2 separate regions of the Rattus norvegicus genome follow, and region 2 is linked to region 1. A link is a contact called in public Hi-C data. All regions are on one chromosome and are shown on one strand. Each heading gives the region's core, a stretch centred on a gene start, on an enhancer-like site or on the middle of the called end of the contact. The rest is flanking DNA. Distances are from core to core; before and after follow the strand shown.

Region 1 (7,598 bases), core at 2,422-4,921:
CCAACCCCATTCTGGACAGTTCGTATAAATGGAGTTATAGAATATTCAGTTCTTTGTGATTGATTTCTCAGCAGTAGGCTTTCAAGCTCACCTGTGAATGGAGACGTCGTTCTATGCGTGGCATTCTCTCTATCAGCAGTGGATGGCTATTTGAGTTTCTATTGTGGGTCTGCTACGAACAACTCGAGGCTCTGAGTGTTAATGTCCACAGTGGTGTGTGGACAGGTGTGCTCATTTCTCCCAGGTACATTCCTGGGACTGGAATTGTGGGTCATAAGGCAAATCTATGCTTAATCTTTGAAGAATGGCCAGACTGTTCTGCAAAGCAGGCACAGCACCTGTGTGAGAGGGTTGCAGTTTCTCCCAGTCCTTATGAACACTCATGGTCACATGCTGCCTGTTACAGGCTTCAGATGCAGCGGGGTTCTTGTGGTTTTTATTTGCATATCCTCTGATAAAGCTGTAGGTTTGTGTTTGGTGTCCATTTATATAGCTTCTTGAGGAGATGTCTATTTAGATCCTTTACACATTTAAAGATGGGTTGTCTTTTTATTGTAGAGCTTGTGTGTGTGTGTGTGTGTGTGTGTGTGTGTGTGTGTGTGTGTTACAGTACATTTCTCCCATTCTCCCCACCCCCTACTGCCCCCCAGTCTTACTATGTAGTCTAGGCTATCCTGGAACTCACTATGTAGACCAGGCTGGCCGTGACCTCAAGAGATCATCAGTTTGTTTCTGCCTCTGGAGTGCTGGGTTTAATGGAGCGCTTGCCTAGCAACCGCAAGGCCCTGGGTTCGGTCCCCAGCTCCGAAAAAAAGAAAAAAAAATGTATGTACACATTAGCATACCTGGCTTCTTTCCTTTTTTTTTTTTTTTTTCTTTTTTTTCCGGAGCTGGGGACTGAACCCAGGGCCTTGCACTTGCTAGGCAAGCGCTCTACCACTGAGCTAAATCCCCAACCCCTTTCCTTTTTTTAAAGACAAAGTCTCTATCTTATACCCTAGGTCATTATGTGGTCCTGACTGCCAGGACTAACATGCCTGGCAAATTTTTTTTCAGTCCTAGTTACAGAACCTCATACATGTTACAGAAGCAACCCACCACAGAGCTGCAAGCCCTAGAGAGTCGCTCTTTTAATACAGAAAAGTTTGATACTGTGAAGTTTATTTCCTTTTGTTGTGTGTGACACACTTTCTTGCTTGTTTTTTTGTGGTGCTGGGCTTCAAACTCAGAGCCCTGTTCACGCTAGGTTCTGCTAAAACAAAACTTGCAACCCTGAAAGTACAGAGATTTCAGAGTGTAACAGGGTCTCCTTTGAGAAGGATTTCTTCCATGTTTGGGAATGAGGTCCGGTCGGCAGCAACAAGCCAAGGCTCCTACTCAAAGCCAGGAATACAGCCCCAGGGGATCTATCTTCTGAGTTTACATCCCTCCCTTTCCTGAAGTTCACAATAGAGCAGCTGAAATGACAATTTGGAAATGTCCTTTATTGTGAAAACTCAATGGCCTTGGTGTCTGGGATTTGAAACTTTCATGCAAGGGTTGGTAGCAGGCTTTCAGGAGGGAAGGCATGAGAAACCCTGCGTTGGTTCCCGTGAGTCATCTTGACTCTGGTTGTTTGGTTTTCTCCCCCATAAACTAGGGAGAACACCTCCATTCTCCCTTCCAAGTGGAGGGGCTGTGAAGATGAATTAATTTGTATTTGTTAGACACTCTGAGACCTCAGATTAAAGGCATTACTGAGACTCAGGGTGTTATTATAATAATAAATGATTTAATAGCAGGGTGAGGCCGCTCGCTGAAGCAAGAACTGGTGGGAAGGCAGAAAGGCTCCAAGGTGAGAGGGGGCAGCAGCTTGAGACCCTGGTCCAGACACTGACTCTTGGAGGCAGGATCTGACTTTTCAGAAACCCTCGGTTGTTTCATCTGGCTTCAGCACTGCCTCATCGAATGCTTCCTATCAAGTTCTTCACAGTGAGATTACAATCTTTTCAGGAAACGGGCACATGAATTAAAGCAATTAGAAACAACTTTGGAATCACGTTCAGGATGGACTCTAACATAAGTGTCTAGAAGGAAGTGGAGAAAGCTGGCTGGCTAAGTGTAGTTTTCCCTGTGAGTAGACTCCCAGGGCTACCACCCACCAGCTGTATGACCAAACCTCAGTTTCTCCTTCTGTAACCACAACTGTTCTTGTAAAACTCTCAAAGGCTGACACAGTAAACACTCCAGTGTCGCCCCCTCAGACTACACCTTGAGGTGATGGATCTTGGCCAGACTGCTCCATCCCCAGATCCTCAGTATTCTTCCTACAAAGTGGAGTTAAGTGTATTCCTGCCTAAGTGGTTATAACGTGCCATGCACTTGGTAGCCATTCCCTAAACTATCATCCACATCTTCTTCTTCTTTTTTTTTTTTTTTTTTTTTTCTCTTTCCTGGCTAAGGAGTGAGGTGTGCATTCAAAAGTTTAAGTCTCGGGGTGGGGCTTCGGGGGGGATATCTTTGGAAGTTGAGAGTTTAAGATCAGTAGGAAAGAACTGTTAAGATTTAACAGATTAAAGAAGAAACCAGAAACCCAGAAAGTAAAGGTGGGAAGGAGTGGGACTTATCTCCTGCTCATCCCACCCAGTAGTTTTATCTCTCCCGTCTCTTCCCGGTAATCTCAGTTCTCACCGGTGCTGTCCTCCGGCCTGCCGCTCTTCAGGCCTTACCTGCGGACTAAGTTATGTGGGCCTTATTTTTTGGCCCTCCAGGAGAGACGTCTCCCGCAGTCAGGAGCAAGGACTGCTTTAATCTTTACCCTTCCCAGGGATCCCGTTTCAAAGTCACCTGAAAGCCATTTCCTCTCCGCTCTGCCCCGCCCCTCCCGTAAATCACTAGGTGCTTGTTTTTCCTCGGAGCAGCTTTTTTTTTTTTTTTTTTTTTAAAGGGTACTGGTGGAGGAGGGGATTTTATAAGCCATTTAGGATTTTTACTACTTCTTCTGACAACATCTACCACTACTTCCCCTCAGATCTTTACCAACGAAAGATTTAGGCTTAGTGAGGTGTAGTAGCGCGCACACCTATAATTCCAGCATTCCGGAGGATCACCCAGAGTTCTGGGCTAACTTGGGCTACAAAGTGTGGGCCTGTCTCAAATCAAAAAAATAAAAACAATGATTAGGACGAGGTGGTGCACATCAGTAATCCCAACATTCGGGAGATAGAGGCTGAAGAATCATTACGCTCAAGATCACAGCGCCCTCCCCCGACCCCCGCCAGTCTCAGCTAATTGAAATCCTGCTTCCAAGAAAAAAAAAAAAAAAGCCAAACCAAATCTTAATTTGTCTGTAGTCTAAGTTCTTGTGATACACCACTTCCCTCCCACCCCCCAATTTTCTCATCTCCTAATTTCCCAGTGCATGCCTTTTGTTGATAGCCAAAATGGGGTCCACAGCCTTTCAGGTTCCTCAATCTGTTTTTCTCACCAACAGTCCCGCTGAGCGCCCCACCCCGCCCCAAGTTATGCGCTTATCTCTTTCTCGTTAGAAGGTAAGATTTTACAACTGTAAAGAGCCACCGAGCCCTAGTTTCGGTGAGGAATTCGAGACGTGCCTTTCTGACTCAGCGGTCGTGGTGACCTGTTCCAGCAGGACTAGGACGTCCTTGCTATCTAGACCAGTGCTTCTCCCGGGAAGTCTAGGGGTCTGGGCTCGGAGTCCTCTCTAGTCGGAAGGAACCCAGTCTAGAGGTTTTGACTGCCCTCTCGGCGTGAGATCAGGGCGGTGACACTAGAGTAACCATCCACGTGCGTCTTGGGATCCTAGAGTTCCAGGTGGCAAGGGACCCACACGCCGGGCCACGCGGGTTAATCATTAGCCACGGCGGCTGCTGCCTACAACCCGAGACCCAGCCTGCTCGCTCCGCCGCGAAGGTTCCCCGGTCCCCCCAGAGCCGCCAATTGCTGGATCTCAGCCGCGAGCGCAGTCTCCACCCACTGGAAACATTCCTGGTCCGCCCCTCCCTGGCTTGCTCCCTCCTTCCCTCCTCCCGCCGCAGCCTGGACCTGGTTCGGCCGCAACTTCCTGCCGTGTGCTGGGGAACCGTGCGCATTCCGGGGGTCCCCCGGAGTTTGGGTGCTCGCAGCGGGCGGAGGCTGGGACCCCGGGGCGGCCAGCCGTGGGCGGGAGCAGCCGGCGGCTACTGCGGCTTCCGAGAGCGACTTTCAAATTCCAACCCGCTTCGCCGCGCCACCTGGGCAGCCCCGCGCGCCTGGCGCGTCGCGAGCCGGCGGGGCGGCCACGGCTTGGTGAGTGTCTCCTCTCCCTTTGCCCGTGCTCGTTTGGCTGAGTGGCGGCGCTCTGCGGGGACCCCAGGCTAGCCCTCTGTGGGATGAGGAACTGGCCCTGGGCTGCTTCGGACGCACTCAGAGGAGGTTGGAGCGCGCGGGAAGGTCGTAAGGGGAGTCATTTTTTATCCCCACCCCGGAAACCAAAGCAGCATAAGCTTTACAGAGTTTGAAATCCGGGCAGCTCTCGACGTTCCCGCCACCTCTTGTGTTTACTGACGCCCGTGAGCTCGTGCTTGCCTGAGTCTGTGGTCCCTTCTAGAAGGACTCGCCTCTGGTCCCGCCAGCCCTGGAGTGCGCAGGCACTCAGCCTGTTCCGGGTTGATGCCACACCGTGCTTCTGGGAATCTCAGCTGCCTGTCCAGGCGGATTAGAGTGGGTGTCAGAAGCCGAGTGTACAGAAGCTGCAAACTTAGAACCCCTTCATGCTGCTCCTAACAGCCTCCCCTCCCCTCCATCTGGTTTGGCCATTTGCACCCCTCTCTCAGTTCTTCGATTTGGGAAGCCAAAAGGCTTGCAAGCTTCACTTGTTCAAGATGCTCCTTCGTGGCAACGTTTTATTCTGGAGCTACTTTTGAAAACAAAGGGGAGGAAAAAAAAAAAAAAACAGAGCAAGCGGCGTGGTGGTTGGAGGGTGGAGAAAAGCGGCTTTGAGAGGTGGTGCTAAAAGTTGTGTTAGAGTATCACCTAGAGTCACTAAACTCTTGGTAGATTAAGGGCTGTTAAGGTCGCTGATCCCCCACTCTCACCCCCAACCCCCCAGCAACCGATCACCACCGGAGCACTTTACAGAGAACCCTAGTCTTGGGGTTCCAAAGCTGTGCCTGGTCAAGAATGCATTCCAGTCACAATTAACCTTCAGAAATAATTAGTGTGGAGTATAATGGCAGCCTGAGAGGCAGTCCAGTGCTGTGCCTGGCCTTCCCAAGAGTTCCTTTCCAGTCTCTCTGCTAAACTGGAATCTCGTGCCTAACTGTGGTGCTACTGCTATTCCTTTACAGCTCACTGCATGGCTCACAGACCCCGTCTCTCATTTGTAGACATACTCCTAACAAGGCCTGCTTGCTTCTGCTGGCCCCCTTTCTGGACTTTTCCCACATAGTGTTGGGAATCAGGAATGAAACAGGGCCTCCTTTCACCCCTCCACTTAGTCTGGGCTGATAAGGGTGGTCAGTGTTTTAGAGCGGCCTTGGGGCGTTTCTGTTGACTTTTATCAGAGGTAGCCTGGCTAGGAGAGTTGGGAAGACCACTGGACAGGATTTTTTTTTTTTTTTTTGCTAGAGGTTTAATGCTGGCCCTATTGCGCCACATCAAAGATTGACTGGGTCTGAGGTTTTTTTTTTTTCCTACAGGATTGTCCTGAACCCAGATCTTGCCCTCTTCCCAACTCACTTACCATTTCTGACCCCGGTTCTATACAGAGTACTTGTTTTTCTTTATAGGGGTTGTGGTAACAACAACAAAAAGTGCCTGTTTGAGTTTTCCATAAACTCCTATCCAAAAAAAAAAAAAAAAAAAAAAAAAAGAGCTGTGTGTTGTGTAGTGGTTGCAAGGGGCCCTTAAGTGTTTGCTGGATATGCCCCATGTGCGACACAGGACATGGTGGACACCAGGAGCTAATTGTAGCAGTTTACTCTCTGGCTTGTAATATCTTAGTCCCAGAGTAAACATTGGCTTTACCAAACCCACTGCTATCTCAGGGTCACCGTGTTTACACTAGAACAGGCCAAAGGTCATGGCCTGAGAGATGACCAGACCTGAAGGGGGAATGGGGGAAGGTGTGGGTCCCAGATGTAAGGCCTGCCACTCCCACCCACTCACAACCCTGTACAGGCTCTGGTCCTGAGACTGAGAGGTTGCCACAGGCCGCCACGGGCCCTGAAGGGTTAACTGTGAAGCTGCTCTCTGTTGTGTTGTGGGTGGAGAGGACTGTGGTGATGGGAGGTGTTGTCTTTGCAGCTGCACGGAGGGCTGACTTCAGTCCAGCCATCCCAGGCTGTTCTCTGGCCCTGGCTACTGTCCTGTCCTGCTTCTCTGGCCAGCTGCGTGTCCACAGGCCTTTGTTCGAGTGCTGTAGCCCTCCCTACTCATTACCCTCCCTCCCCAGTTTCTAGAGTCAGGACATGGTTTGGCATTACTACAGTAGGAAGCTCTTCTGGAGTCCTGGGTCCGACAGACCTGGAGGCTTATCCTGGGGCCTCCAATGCTCCCCAGTACACACTGGGTCTCTTTTCTCATCTTTCCCTCCTTCCTATATCCACGCATCTTAGATCTATTATTCATCCATTTTTATTTAGCATCTTCTATCTATGGTTACTGGGCATCGGGGGTGGGGTAGGGGCCTGGAAGTGACTGAAATGAGGTTTTTAGCAATTGTTGACCTGGTGGAGCAGAATTCTACTTGAGGGGAAATGAGCAGAAAACGAAATGGATCATGGAAAGGGCGTTTAAAGTTACAGGAAGGTATGCCAGGGAAGGTCAATGTGAATTGCTGAGGAAGGGAGGAGGTGACAGCTGTCCTCTAAGGAAGGGACTTTGGAGTTGACCATGAGCTCCGGATGGCTATCCCTTGAAACCCAGGTCAGCATCCCAATGTGACATTTAGGATCAGGGTTTGGAGTAGCACAGACCCAGGTTTAAATCTCCAACCTGACAACTTCCCAGCCCTGCAGCCCTGTGTTGACTAAACTCCTTTAGGTCTGTTTCTCACCTGTACAGTGGAGTTCGTCATCCAGCCGCCCGCATGCCGCATTGTGAGAGTGAACAGAGAGATAACGCATCTGCAGTGCTTAGCAAGCCCTACAGAGCACAGTATTTATTTCTCCCACCAAATTCTACAGAGGCAGCAGCAATGTTTCCAGCCAGTGCTAGCTGGGACTCTGGATGAGAAGCATTTGAAGTATTGTGAAGGAGCAGGGAAATCAAAAGGAGGGCCACTGGAAGGCTTCTGGTCGAGGAGTGAGGGAACCTCTCTAAGCTACCCTGGAGTGCAGTTGGCTGGGGATGCATGTGCCGGTCACTGTCCCTCAGATAGGAAGGGTAGCCTAGGGCAGCTCTGGCCTGCCTGGCTTTGGAATTCCCCCTGCTTCCAGTCAGTTGGTGAATCACACCTTGGTGTCGTCCACTGTCTTCACCTTCATCCTCCATGTGGCTTTGTTTTACTAGGTGGGGATGGGGATGGGGAACATATTGAGAATAAGGGCTAAGGGCATGAGGGGAGAGGGGTACAGGGCCAGCAGGCTGTTCAGGAAGAGTCTAATAGAGGTTCCGAG
Region 2 (7,598 bases), core at 1,684-4,183, 59 kb after region 1:
GCTCAGGATAGCCTGGAAGAGAATGTGGGAGTACCTGGAAGAAATTCTGGGGTCAGGCAGGCAGGGTAGGCCTGCAGTAGGAGGAGACACTGCCCGAAGTAGAGGTTGATTTGCTGATTTGTTAAACAGATAAGAACAGGTATCTGCTAGGAAGATGTGTGTACCAGCTGCTGGCACCATGTCTGAGAAGGGAATTGGTTGCTGATTGAGGGAAATTATGAAAAGAAAAGACCCCCTGAGATTGAGGCTGAACAAGGAAAGACCCCTGGCTCCTGGGAGGATAGCCATCTGAGTCTTGGTGGAATCTTGGCAGAGCCTTGCAAAGTCTAGTAAGTCACATAAGCACTGGGGCCAGGAAACTGGGTTTGTGGGGGAAGTGAACAAGAAAGTGGGAACCTTCCTCACAGATACTGAGAGGTGGGAAAGTGGACAGAACAGGTTATGTTTCTTCTGGGGACCAACTTAAAGATGCATTTCCAGCTTACCCCACCTGGGGATCCAGCCCATATACATATAGTCACCAAACCCAGACAATATCGCTGATGCCAAGAAGTGCAAGCCGACAGGAGCCTGATATAGCTGTCTCCTGAGAAGCTCTGCCAGAGCATGACAAACACAGAGGCAAATGCTCATAGCCAACCATTGAACTGAGAACGGGGTCCCCATTGGAGGAGTTAGAGAAAGGATTGTAGGAGCTGAAGGGGTTTGCAACCCCATAAGAACAATAGCCACCAACCAGAGCTCCCAGGGACTAAACTACCAAAGAGTACACATGGACTGACCCAGGCCTCCAGCTGCATATGTAGCAGAGGATGGCCTTGTTGGGCACCAATGGGAGGAGAAGCCCTTGGTCCTGCCAAGGTTGGACACCCCACCCCCACCCCGTGTAGGGAAATGTCAGGGTAGGGAGGCGGGAAGGGGTGGGTGAACACCCTCATAGAAGAAGAGGGAGGGGAGATGGGATAGGGGGTTTATTGATGGAAAACCAGGAAAGGGGATGACATTTGAAATGCAAATAAAAAATATAAAAAAGGGGGGGGGGCTGGAGAGGTGGCTCAGTGGTTAAGAGCATTGACTGCTCTTTCTGAGGTCCTGAGTTCAAATCCCAGCAACCACATGGTGGCTCACAACCATCTGTAATGAGATCTGATGCCCTCTTCTGGTGTGTCTGAAGGCAGCTACAGTGTACTCATACAATAAAATAAAATCTTAAAAAATAAATTTATAAAAAAAAAAAAAGAAAAGAAAAAGAAAAAGAAAAAATGCATTTCCAGGATCCGCCAGCAGGTGGTGTGGGGGACTGCAGACAGACCATTAATTCCACAGGCCAAAATATCCTGACTCAGGACCACAGTGATGCTCAGTGAATTAAGATGTACCCGTAAGCAAAAGGACCCTGCTGACAGAGTTTTCTCTACTGTTAATGTTGGTGAGAGCCAGGGGGCATGGGTGGACCTCAGAATAGACTGCTCCACATTAGCAGTGACATAAGTTCTGGAACACTAGCCTAGAACAGACATAGAGGGAGTGTCAAGGATGGAGGTCTCCAGGCTGGTCAGTGTCTACAACCTTGGTAATGTTAGGGTCTACATGGGGGAAGGTTCTTCTAAAAGATGAAGGGTCCGGGTGAGGATGACGGTATCTAAATGACCATGTGCTAAGTGCCAAGTTCTCTACACACATTCTGTCTTGCAAGCCTTTCAGCCTGTTGTACAGACTAGGGGGAACAAGAAACCTGCCCACAGTCACATATCTAACAAAGGTGGGAAATAGGTCTGCCTAGCTCCAAACACAATGCTCTTTCTATTCAGTCTAGGTGTGTTTGTGTGTGTATAGAAGTACCATGGCTCCTGAAGAAAATATCACCCGATGAGGTTCTCAGTCTAAAGATGTGCCAGCTTACATAAGGCATGTGGCCAACTCGTTAAGGTGGTGCAATCACATCCAAGCTACACTGGAAGGAGCTGGAAATGGGGTTTGCACCACAAAAGACACAGTGCTAGATGCCTTAGGCAACCGAACAGTACCAGGTGAGAGCCGGGTGAGCAGAGCCAGTTCAGGATGTTTATTCTCCCCAGTGTCTGATGTCTTGGCTCCTGGGCTCTGAGAAAGAAGGGATGTCTAGACAGTTTGTAAAGGCTGCTTGAAGACAGCTGTTCTCAAGAGAAGAAAAAGACTCGGTTTGCCGAGTTGAAAAGCAGCCAAAGATAGGGACACATGAAGACTTGGGGTAGACAGAGACCCCAAAGGAGAAAGGAGAGGCTGTGCTGAACCAGAAGTGTGGGGGTGGGGAAGGAAAGGCAAACTGTGGCAGATGGCAAGCAGCCCTGCAGATGGCAGGCCAAGAGATGGTGAGGGGCTCCCAGAAGTGGGGTTTGGAAGTAAAGAGGCTCAATTCTACACCCCAATGGCCAGCTGTCATCTGATATGTCTACTGGGGCACTTGGGTGAGATGGAGGGAGGATGGTACAGGCCCCAGAACAAAGCAAAAGGAAGTGGGGAATCAGTTTGTAGGTTTCTCTTGGACACGGGAGATCTGGTCCACTGTCCCCAGAGGAGAGCGAGGGAGGTGTCTTCAGAGTGGTTTTCAATGTGCATGACCTGTGTGCTGACTTTAGAGGAGCTGGTGGCGGCTGGGTTTCTTGGTGACCTGGATCTTGGCCACCGGTTCCCCATCCACTTCTGAGGTCCTTCCAAATGTTAGCGAGCTGAGTCTCATGCTGAGTCCATCAGTATCGGGGAACAGGAGGACATACAGCTTGAAACAAGGAACTTGGGGGAGATTTTACAGCAGAAGGACCAGACATTAGCATCTGGCATAGGGAAGAGAGAGCTGGGCACACCCTGCTGTGGGTAATGTCCAGAAAGAGAGCAGGTTTCTCCAGGGAGCCAGGGCGCAGTGCCAGACTGCAGGCGGACACACCCTTGCCACGCTGACTCAGGCATCCTGGGGAGACAGAAACACGCCCAAGTTTGGGGCAAAGCTGACGTCTGTTCTGGGCTGAGACTGCCCATTTGGAACAAAGGATTTGCATTTGAGGCAAAATGTCTGAAAAAGCTGCTCTTCATGGGTGGGGAGGGGCAAGGACTGGGAAGGCTCTTCAGGCAAGAAGAAACACAGCTGCTGCCCCCCACCCACAGCATCCGCCAACGTCAGAGCCCTACTGCCAGCTGCTGGCTGCTGAGTAAAGCTCTGGGCTGCTGGGGGCAACTGGCTGGAGCTAGCAAGGCCTTGCCACAAAGGTGGCCATAGACCCCGATCCCAGTGCCTGCACAGTCCCTGGGGTATTGCCCCTCACTCACAAGTGCTGGCTGTTCTCCCAAAGCCTCTGAGACAGGAAGGAAGACCAGCAAGATTCAGATCACCCCACAGCCCTACTCTGACGCTCAGCCTGTCTCAAGGGAAGTCGGCTGTGTGGCCATTCATGGAAGGTCACACTTAAAATGCAGTGTCTGTGAACCATCCTGAGTAAGACTGTTCCTGCTCAAGGTTGACCATGAAGAACACCCACTTGGATACTGTTTGGAGTGGCCTTGTTCCCAGGGTCCCCCTACACTGCACACCAGGTCTAGCCTGGGGACCTGGAGTCAGGAAGGGTATGTTGGTTCCAAACTGAGATTGTTTCTTGTTACAGTGCCCTCCAACCCCCAGCCAGCATCCATGTCATAAAGGGGTGTCACTCCTGTAATCCCAGCACCCCTGCAGGGACCCTGAAACAGCGGTGTGTAGGAAGAGGTCTTGAGCTTGGAGGGAACTCGCACTCTTTAACACCATGAGAGCTCACGCTCCTCCCTCCTAGGAGAAAACACCTTCCCTCAAATAAGACACTGGAGAGTCTGAGTCAGCAAGGCCTGGGCGATGAAGAACACTTAGGGGAGCCCAGAGACCCTTTCCCAGGGGAAGGGAAGGCACATACGGCAGAGAGGGTGCCGGCCCCTTGTCAGAACGTCCTCTTGAGTTACACTCTGGCTGAAGGCACAAAGAAACAATCAGGACCCCTCAGGGCTCCACTGCTGGCACTATGCAGGTTTGAACCTCAGCTCTTCCCTCAAACAGGGACATGGCCAAATGCCCTAGGCTGTCACCTCTCCTTCCCCATCCTGCTTCACAGTATTTGCTGGGGGTCTCAGAGTTAGGAGCAGATGGGAGGAAAACAGGAAAGTCATTTCCCCCAGCTTTTCCCTTGAAAGGCTGCATCACTGACACATGGGAATGTGGACTTTCTGTAACCCTACGGAAAGACCTTTATAAGGCAAGAGAAGAGACTTGGGGATGGGATGGGGAGGTTCCAAAGCCACACAAGTTAAACAGAACCAGAGACCAGACCCCAAACACTCCGACTTCATTCCGAGTGTTGCTTCTTGTGATGCCTTGTCTCTCTGGCTTGGCCTCACACTTACCTGTGGGAAGTGACTGATTTTTACCGGAATGCCCTCTAACATGCAGAGGCAGGGGCAGTAGTGGCAGTGCACAGTGATGGTTTGGCAGCTCAGTCATTGCATGTGCACACACGGGAAGGGGAAGGTTGGATCAAGGCCCACAGGGTGCTGCCTGTGGGATGCACTATGCAGGCAGGGTAAGGGTGCTTGGTCCACTCCCATTCGTAACTCCAGCAGGAAGCGACATGCATTAGTAAGAGCTTTTACAAGAAGCGATGTGGCATGTGTATATACTACAGGACCCGACACCAGACTGCACAGACAGGAGAGCCACAGCACCCCGGCCAATCCATGAGAAGGCGCAGCAGACAACTGAACCTTCCTGAGATGGGAAGAGGCTGTCAAGGGCAGTCAAAGGGGGCTGCAGTGAGCTTAGGAGGACCTCTCCAAAACGAGGTTGGGCTTTCTGTCTGCATGGGCTCCATCCTCTTTCTCACATCAAAGGTGATTTGGAGTTACGTCCTCCCCCCTGCATCTTTAAGGCTTGGGAAGAAGCTGCAGCAGGAAGAAGGTTGTCTCCAGGAGGCCCTGGGCCTGGTGTTCATTTGATTAGCCATCTGGTTGCTTTCTGGTACAGACAGGGGCTGCTTTTCCAATCTGGTGAATGGCTGGCTGCTCAGCAAGGATCTCCCCTAGGGGCTCACTCCTCCCCCAGAGAAACACTCGGATTTAAGCAAATTTTATTCCTCCCAACCCAGTTGGTATTCAAGTGTTGGATGGAGGTGGCTCAGGGGCGCATGTAGTTCCATTTGCACAAACGTACACGTACACGACAGACAATGGTGTCGAGATGCTCAGGTGGTCATGAAGCCCGCACACCGGGGACACCACGGCATGCAGACACACAGGGATGCAGGGCAGAAGCGCAGGTGGAGGCAGGAGGCAGGGACAGCTCCAGCCCTGTTCACAGTCCATAGGCCCTGGAGTTCTCTCTCCCTCTGGTGGGAGTGGGGTTAGGGACGGGCTCAGGGGAGTTGGTGCTGGGGAAAGGGAGCTGGAAGACAGTCTACCACAGACAGGATGGGTACGGCAGCAGGATCTTCTGAGAAAGGTCTTCCAGCAGAGCCCAACAGTGCCCTCTGCTGAGCATGACGGGTCGGTACAGCTCAGAAAAAAAAAAAAAACGGCTCCAAAGAAACGTGTATATGTGTGTGTGTGTGTGTGTGTGTGTGTGTGCGCGCGCGTGTGTGCGTGTGCGTGTGCACGGATTCTGCACAGGGAGGGGTGTGCATCTTTCTTGGGGTAGCTGATGTAGCATAAATTCCCACCAAGGATGCTAGTCCTAAATCCCTACTCAGGTTGCTCCACTCACCTGGGCTCTGAGACAGAGGGAGTACATGAAGTTATCTGCTGCTTCTGATACTCAAAGCCATACGCCACAGGGATTCATGCAGTGGTGCGAACCACATGCAGACCGAGTTCTTCTCACCGGCTGTCCCCAATCTGAGTCACAGCTGTCCAGGCTCCCTGAACAGACTCTCGGGACCCAAAAGGACCCTGCTCCAGGTACGGCCCCATGGCTGTACGTCCCAGGTCTCTAGAGGCTTTTTCTTTAAACCCCTCAGATAAGGTTTGCTGTTCTAGTCTATAAACTGGGGGCTTCCTCACAGTACTAAAAGCTTGGGGGGATCTCCTTCACCCTCACGTCTAATCTTGCCTTAGAACCATCTCTATAGTCAAACTCTATGAACAACAGCCATAAAGGGACGGTGGAAATCTACACTTTGCTGCATGAGGTGTCTGTGGGTGGCTTGGGCAGCATGAGGCAGTCTGTCGGTTCAGGTGCATGTGGAAATATACGTGCCAGCATGTATAAGGAGAGGGCACTGTGCTAAGGACGAGGTGTGAGGGTAGTGGGAAGAGAGACCGTGTACCCAATGGAACCAACTCTGAGTAAAGTGTTTCCCCTGTGCTGATGGTGATGTATCTATCCCATAAAATTTATTAAACTAGAGAAAACCAAACTTGCAGAATCATGTTGGTGGGCTGGCTTCTGGGTTGGAAGGAGCGGAATTATTTAAGAATTAAAATCTAAGTAGAAAAGTAGATGAATCTGAAGGAGGCTCCTAGAGTGGCCTGTGGGCAGGATGAGGGTAGGGACCAGGAAGCATGCCCTGCCCTCTTCTGTCCTCGCCTTCCTTCTGCCCTGGCTGATCCTAGAAGGGGTGAGCAGGCTCTGGCAGCAGTGACTCCCAGGAGCTAGACAAGCGGGACATAAAACTGACCGGGGATGTTCTCTCCGTGGCCGCATGGTGGACCTGGGGAGCCTCGCCAGCTGTCTCGCCTTCCTCCTCTTGAGGCCTAAAGGAGACACAATCTCTCTTTAGTGACAGGTGCCTCTCTGCAAGGCCTGGCTCTTCCTGGCTTTCCACCCACTGGGAGCACAGAACATGCACAGGACATAATCGTTGGCTCTCCATCCCAGAGATGCTCAGACACGTCAGAAATGGATGAATTCCATATGAGGCAGTCTAAGGGCAGCGTCTGGGAGTTCCGAAGGGAAAGGTTGACTTAGCAACAGGCACTGTTAGCTAACCCTTCCTTCCTGTATTGGGCTTCAGGCTTCTGTGTCTGCTGCAACAGAGCTCTGTACATTCTGGGTTGTGCTGACAGGGCACCCAGGAGAGGCCAAAGGTTCTTTTGTTCACACGACAGGTGTTGATTAGCGGCTTCCTTTCCCTCCTCCCCAATCACCCTTTACAACATGCTTGGCTCCTTGTACATGGGACGCAGGGCTGACACTCACCCAGGTTCCTCTGTGGGTCTGTCTGGAGTCTGGCGTTCCTTAAGCTCAAGCTGGGGAGGAAAAGGTCAGGAGTCAGAGCCACATAGAGGAGCTAACTCTCAGATGACCTAAGCTTGGCCCTGTACCGTAATACACCAAATGTTTGAGTCACATCATCTGTCTTTAGTGTCTCCTGTACCCGTCCACCCTCTTACCAGCCTGAGAACATGACGTGAGAGTTAGCACCACACCATTCCAATAGCTGCGGCCCTCCTGTCCCCCAGACGGCCTCAGCTTACCGTGGTGGGCTTCTCCAGGGCAGCAAAGCGCTCTGCCCAGCTGGCTGTGGACTTCTCAAAAGCCTCATGCCTCTTGATGAGCTTTTCCACGCTGTCCACCGTATGTCCAAAGTCCCGGCTGGCCAGGTAGGGCT

What was found. Hi-C and Micro-C count contacts between places; a contact is called where the count stands out from the background.
Region 2: a Hi-C map of frontal cortex shows a contact between it and region 1, with 1.9 times the contacts expected there. The contact joins the enhancer-like site here to the promoter of Plekhg3 in region 1. A contact is called at or near these places in 2 of 12 Hi-C or Micro-C datasets (frontal cortex and mammary epithelial cells).

Annotation. Positions count from the first base shown.
Region 1 is chr6:100,995,294-101,002,891 of GRCr8, forward strand. It overlaps Plekhg3 (pleckstrin homology and RhoGEF domain containing G3), which reads left to right and starts at 3,672. Exons shown (of 19, transcript XM_017594466.3): 1 at 3,672-4,287.
Region 2 is chr6:101,055,093-101,062,690 of GRCr8, forward strand. It overlaps Sptb (spectrin, beta, erythrocytic), which reads right to left. Exons shown (of 32, transcript NM_212522.1): 30 at 7,465-7,598; 31 at 7,187-7,236; 32 at 6,363-6,741. The coding sequence ends at 6,597. Among named protein-coding and RNA genes, the nearest start is that of Plekhg3, 60 kb to the left of the region's middle. Within about 2 kb of position 2,934, at least 31 of the 93 cell types and tissues checked have an H3K27ac peak or open chromatin away from gene starts, as enhancers often do.